Regions from separate parts of the Podarcis muralis genome. Here region 1 is linked to region 2. A link is a contact called in public Hi-C data. All regions are on one chromosome and are shown on one strand. The core of a region is the stretch at or near the end of the contact, and the rest is flanking DNA. Distances in the headings are between cores, read along the strand shown. Region 1 holds the start of MALSU1 (mitochondrial assembly of ribosomal large subunit 1). Region 2 holds the start of TOMM7 (translocase of outer mitochondrial membrane 7).

The links. Hi-C and Micro-C count contacts between places; a contact is called where the count stands out from the background.
Region 1: a Hi-C map of tail shows a contact between it and region 2, with 3 times the contacts expected there. The contact joins the promoter of MALSU1 here to the promoter of TOMM7 in region 2. A contact is called at or near these places in 2 of 3 Hi-C or Micro-C datasets (blood and tail).

What each region holds. Positions count from the first base shown.
Region 1 is chr12:35,789,775-35,793,218 of rPodMur119.hap1.1, reverse strand. It overlaps MALSU1 (mitochondrial assembly of ribosomal large subunit 1), which reads right to left and starts at 1,683. Exons shown (of 4, transcript XM_028750498.2): 1 at 1,325-1,683. The coding sequence starts at 1,595.
Region 2 is chr12:35,650,287-35,653,409 of rPodMur119.hap1.1, reverse strand. It overlaps TOMM7 (translocase of outer mitochondrial membrane 7), which reads left to right and starts at 1,360. Exons shown (of 3, transcript XM_028750032.2): 1 at 1,360-1,769. The coding sequence starts at 1,415. All of the region lies in intron 1 of LOC144329323 (a long non-coding RNA gene), which reads right to left. LOC144329322 (a long non-coding RNA gene) reads right to left here and starts at 1,393. Exons shown (of 4, transcript XR_013394818.1): 1 at 1,275-1,393.

The DNA of each region.
Region 1 (3,444 bases), core at 434-2,933, 140 kb before region 2:
ATTCTGGAATGGAATTGGCCCTCTCAAGTTGCACTCCAGCTCTCAGTCCCTTCTCTTCCATCGTTACACCAATGTCCCAGGTTACGTACACATCATACCCTGGAAGGTATCATATATCATAGCCAGGTTGCGTACACATCATACCCTCTTTCCTTCCAATAAATCTGGGTTGACTTGCTTCTATTCTTACAGAGGTTTAATAGACGGAAAGCAGCTTTTCATGAAATGGCGCCAAACCTAGTGTGGATCAAGCTACAGGACCTGGTAATATACAGCTCCTTTGGGGTGTCAGCTAAAACTCAGCGCCCCCTGTCCACTGAGCTTGCAAGGATCTGAAAGCTCACTGAAGAGGACTTTGAAAGTGAAGTCTGGTGAGCTATGATGCTTTTGGATCTGCGCTCTGGTGGAAAGCAGCCAAGGAATTCATCCCTTGTCATTGGCCTTGCTGGCTGGGGCTTTTAGGAGGTGTGGTCCACAACGTCTGGAGGGCACCAGGTTGGAGATGGCTCCTCTACTTGTACACAAGTATGGAAGCAGTTGGCCAGCTGCCTCTCCTCCTGCACTAGCTATGGGGAGAACATTTGAAAATATTACATGCTTTGAAGTATTTACTGTATTTATCTTGATTTTCTTAATGAGCTTGTGTGTGTGTGTGAATATATATTCCTATAAATAAAATTAAATATGCACAGTCTCTAGGGGTATTAATGGAACATAGCCACCACTTCCACGCACATGGTGGGTATCAAAGGCTTTAGAACAGTGTCCGTCCAGATCTTTTCGGACTACAACTCCCATCAGGCCTGACCACGGGCTGGGACTGGGGCTGATGGGGTTGGAGCTCAACAGCATCTGGAGGGCCATGCATGTTCTCCATCCGTGATGTAGCAGAAAGTCCACACTGCAGTTTCTACAAACTCCTCTTAGGGCAACAGCATCATGCTGTAAATCCTGCACTGCAGGGGGCTTGATTAGATGTCCCTCGGGTCCCCTTCCAACTCTATGAAAGGAGGACCCATCCGCATCGCACGTCGAAAAGCTTAGTAGGGTTGCCCCTGCAGACGGCCAGTCGTTCTGGCCCTTGATCATAGGAGAGCAGCTTGCACCGCCAAAACTACCCGTGCTTCCAACGCACCGATGCCCCCACGAACAGGCAGCGGCGCTCCAAGGTTTCCTTTCCGAGCTCTGCCTGGAGATTCCGGGGGCTGAACCCCAGGACCTTTCGCTCCCTGACCCTGCACCACCGTACGAGGAGGTTACAGCTTCCAAGGCCCACCCGCCTGCCCCGATCCAAGCAGCGACGGCGACCCCGAGCGCTACTTACCAGACGCACCCGCAGCCTCTCCGGCACCGGAGCGAATGCGCTGCTCTTGCCCGGCTGCCCCGTCGTCTTGCAAGCCTTGCTCCACCTCTGCATCCCGCAGCTCCGAGCTGCCCGCCGCGCTGAATCTCCGCAACCCCAGCGAGCCCGCGCGAGAGAGAACGCGGGGAGCCGCCGCCGCAGCCTCGCGCAACCCGCTGCTTCCTCCTCTTCCCGCGGCTTGCCAAGGCCTCAGCCTCAGCAGCGCCCGCAAGCAGCGGCTGCTCCGCCACATGGCGGGCCGTCGGTTCCCGAGGAGGAGCCCCGACCTTCGGCGGATGGAACTTACCAACACTCAACGTTCCAAATGGAATCTCTCCGGGAAACTCCCCCTCCTCGGCGCGCAGGCTGACGCGGTGCCGAGGCCGCTGGCGATTGGCCGCGCGCCTCCTCACGTGAAAGCTGGGGGCGGTGAGCGCAGGCGCACAAGCTTTTCGGGAAGCCACTCCAGGAGTAGTGGGGGAGAGACTGAGCTATCGGAGCGCCTTTCTTTCGCCACGGCGCGGCGCGCTCCTTTCCGAGAACCTGCTCCGGAGACTGTGGAACAGTTGATGGAAAACACAACCCAGCTAAGAAAGTTTGGTGGCTGCCCTGAAGACCAACGATGCAGCTGATGAAATGGACTCCAGCCCACAAAACTTTGTGCCATCATCAATTTGCTGGTCTTAATGGGGCTTAACGAGACTCTCGGCTCCGCCTTAGAAATCGAGTTTTTTTAAAAATTATTTTATTTTCAACGCAAAATCATAACAAAAATTACATTTAATCCAAAATACTACTATACAAACAAAAAAGGAAAACAGAACATACAAAAAAGGAAAACAAAACAAAAAAAATACATCTACAAATAAAATCATATCATCATTCTAATCTAGTCAATACATAAATATACACATATTGACTTCCTTCCTTTGTTCTAAGACCTCAGATTTTTTACTCTTACTGTATTGTTGTGTCTAATGTAGACTACTTCCATCTTTGTACTTTTTTACACCATTTTTTCTTTTTCTTTAACCCTGTAAAGCATCATTCATTACATACCGATATGCTTATTCCAGAACAATGTTTTTTCATATACTCTTTAGCACATCCCCATTCTTTTAATAATTTCTGAAATCGAGTTTCTTAAGGCTCTTAATCTCAGGGTTGTGAGAGCCCCAATTCTACAATTCTGTGATTTTCAGGTGAAGGAAGTGGACTTCGTAAAAGCCATAAAATCAGGCTGCACAAAGAGTGCAGGTATCTCATTCTAAGTGTTGGAACTGTTACCTGGCCAGGTACCCTAAGGACCAACTTTTTCCATTCGTTCCTTCTGCTAATCTCCAGTCATCATCCAATACCTTGCTCTAAAATGTGAGAGGAGCCCTGCTGGATATAGCCCAGCATCCTGAGCTCACAGGGGCCAGCATAATGCCTATGGGAAGCCTGTGAGTAGGACATGAGCACAAGGGCCATGTTTTTATTGTGTAGCACGCACCTATATACAACTAAGTCACATGTTCAAGGCTGAGGTGTTAACTGGTCATAATGGAATAAAGAATAAAGTAACAAAACCCAGGTGCACAATTTTTGAAAACCCAAAAGAGGGAATTTCCATTTTGCAGAGCACTATTTTCAAGCTTAAATTTTCCATAAAGCACTTTAGATACATGATAATCTTACGGTGCTAACACTGTATTGGGTTATGTCAACCCACACGCAACTCTCAACGGAGGATAAAACCGCATACAACTGATTCATTTCCAGTATCTTTAGAGGGGTAGCCCTCTTAAGCCTGTTGCAGCTCCAGCAACAATAAAGCTTGTGACATTTATTTTTACAATGTTTTATTGGTTTCTATGATAAAATGGCATTTATCAACTCCAATAAAAGCAGTAAGGTGTTCCATGCGTATATCAGTCATGTGGGGTGTGTGGAATTGAGCAGGGACATTGTTAAAGAACTGAATCATTGAGTGCATTGCCAGGGCTTCAGCTATCTGTGACATAGCCTGTCTATAAGTAAGTGTGAGCGATATGAGGTTCAGTATTAACATCACTCCTGTTTACACACAGCTGATATATGGGAATCAAAATCACCCTGAT
Region 2 (3,123 bases), core at 111-2,610:
TGTTTAGCTTGAAAAGAAGAGACCGAGAGGAGATAGGATAGCCATCTTCAAATATCTTAAACACTGTTGCATGGAGCGAGCTTGTTTTCTCCTGCTCCAGAGCCTAGGACCCAAACCAATGGGTTCAAGTTAACAAGAAGAGATTCTGACTAAACATCAGGAAGAACTTTCTGACAGGAACAGTGGAACAGACTCCCATGAGAGGTGATGGACTCTCCTTTCTTGGAGGTTTTCAAGCAGAGTTTGGATGTCTATCACATATATGATCTAGTTGTGATTCCTGCATTGAGGGTTAGAGTAGATGACCCTCAGGATCCCTTCCAACTCTACAATACTGATTTCATGATCCACCCAACAAAGGAAGCATGCTTTTTTCTTATTCAATCATTTTCCCATATGCAAATTTATTCAAAACTCATAGGGCAGATCTACAAGGGTTGGCTTACTTGAACATCAGCTGGGGGTGGGGGGAGAGATGACAAAAGCAGGACATGACAAAGGTTTAAAAAACTGTGCATAGCGTAGAGAAAGTGGCTATTATTTTTTCAAGGTTTTTTTTTTTTTAAAAAAATTAATTTCTTGGTTGAAGGTTCAAGATATGTAAATGAAAATATTTCTCCATCCAAATGTAATTGGCTACTACACCATTTGGTGAAGGCCAATAGCCAGGAAATGTTTTAAGCAGCAGCAGAAAAATACATGACAGAAAATCCACTTTCGAAGGCAGCACCTGTCAGAGTGCTAAATCCAGACAAACAGGGTTAGGCTAAGGTTACCAGATTTTTTTCAATGAATCCAGGGACACTTTTCAACTTCCTACTAAATAGATGGATTTTGTCAGGAGACTGATTTGTAAATCCGGGGACTGTCCCCGGGAAACGGCGACATCTGGTAACCTTAGGTTAGGCCAGTGGTAGAACAGAGAATTTACAGTACATGCAAAAGGAAATGCTGTTGACTTCCATGCGGGCTTTGGAAGCAAAACTGAACTTCCACTCTTGGCGTTTGCCAGGAAGCCTGCGGAACTCACATCCTCTGCCTTCTCCCTCTTAACCTCAAGTGTGGGTGGCCTACCACGAGGGTCGGTCCACGTGCTAACAACTTTTCCACTAAAAAAACGTAACGTGCGAGCTGGCCCTTAAAAAACACTTCTGTGATGTTAGAGGGGGGAAACTCCGTTTTAGATCATGTGTGAAGAACAAGCGTGTAGCGAGGTGCGTGTGCGTAATGCTCAGAAACGGGGTGTGGGGGGGGGGATATTTGCCACGACTTACTCCGGCGGAGATAGGCAGGCACTACTATGAGCCGGGAAGAGCAAAAAAATGGACCCACTGCGGCGGAAAAGGTGAAAAAAACCCGACTCCTGCATGTAGGAATTTCCATTCAATATTGGGCGCGTCCTCACCCGCCAGTCATGAAGCGGAGCCGATTTCAACACATTCTTTTACGCGGCAAGCTCGGCTCTAGGTTTCCTCAGCAGCGGCTGCCGTTCCCGCCTTTCCCAGCCGGCCTGAGGCGGCGCCGCTGCCCGACCACAAATCCTCGCCGGGTAGGCCTCCCCTCCGCGCGCATGCGCCGTAGCGCCAGGAAGCAAAAGGCAGGCCTTTCTTTACCACCCTCGCCTCTCGCCCTTCGCTGCCTCCGAGACGACGACGCGGCCGCCGCCATGCCGAAGCTGAGCAAAGAGTCCAAGCAGCGCCTGCAGCACTTGTTCAAGGGCGGGCAGTTTGCCATCCGGTGGGGCTTCATCCCGGTAGTACTCTATCTAGGTCAGTCCTGAGCTGGGGAGAGCAAGAAGGTTGCCGCGGGCGGCTTGGTCACGGAAGACTCGGTATACTCTGACTTGAGGGCGAGCGAGAAGGCAGGCGGCGGGGGCGGGGCGGGGCAGCTTCCCGAACCGTTAACGGTCCGCTAACGGTCTTCCCGCCAACGGCTGGTTCGAGCGCGCGCGGCGCGTCTTCTTGGAACGCGGCGGCGATAGTGACGCAACCGGCGAGTCACGTGGCCTATTCCCCTCAGCTCCTCGTGATTAGCGGGGAGAGCGCCCTGTGGGGCAGAAGTGGCTTATTGCCCTTGTCCGCTTCCGTTCCCTGAACCCAAATTCTCCGCTTCACAGCTCACTTTAGCGCTGCTAGTTTCGGATTTAGCCTAGAGAAGAGGCAAGCAGGCTGTATCGTGAAAGCCCTCCTGTTTTTTCTTTCCTTTCCTAGTACTCGTTAGAAGGCGAGCTTGTGTGAATATGGTGATAGAAAGAACTCCTGTGACCTTCAGTGTTTCCCAAACGCGGGTCTCCAGCTGTTTTCGGACAAGAATTCCCATCATCCCTGACCTCACTGGCCTTGCCCGCTAGGGATGATGGGAGTTGTAGTCCCAAAAACAGCTGGAGTCCCGAGTTTGGAAAACACTGCTTCAGACTGTCTGTGGGCCACACAACTGTTGGATGCTCTTGTGCACTGAAAGTTATAAACACCTTGCAAGAAGAAATTATTATATCCAGCAGTAAGCTGGGCTACACTTGTCTCTCTGGTGTGCTAGCTTTCTGCTTGAGGGAGCTGAATGGAGGAATTGGTGAATAATCACTGACAATCTCCCCACCCCAGTTTGCAAGGCAGACTGAAGTTGCTTATAAATAATAGTTTTAGCTTTCAGAATTCTGTATTTCACGATTATGTGAACTCCTAAATGTGTTTAGGCATGACACAAAGGTAAACATGGTTAAAATTGATCACAGGTGTGTTCTTTCACTTGTGGTATCAGGAGTTTGCTTAGAAGTCAGCAGATTTCTGAAAACTAGAGGCCAATTTTTAGAATGTTCTTAGTCAGAATTTCCCAGTCCAAGCTCAATTAGTTCAGCAATGATTCTGTCCTATGAAGTGTCATCAACCTCTTTTTCATTTGCTGGGAAAAAATATTCTATTATCCATGGGCCTGTTGTGCAGGACATTTCTTACTGAATTCCATTAACAATGCAGTAAAGTCCTATTTATTAGTAAGATCAGAGACTGTCTTTCTCTGTCTGGTGGATTTGGTGGGCAACATACATCATGCCACAAATAAGGACTGTTTTAGATGTCAGAGATACTTTAGAAGAGTATTCTTTCTTTAGAAGAGTATTTTTTCTTC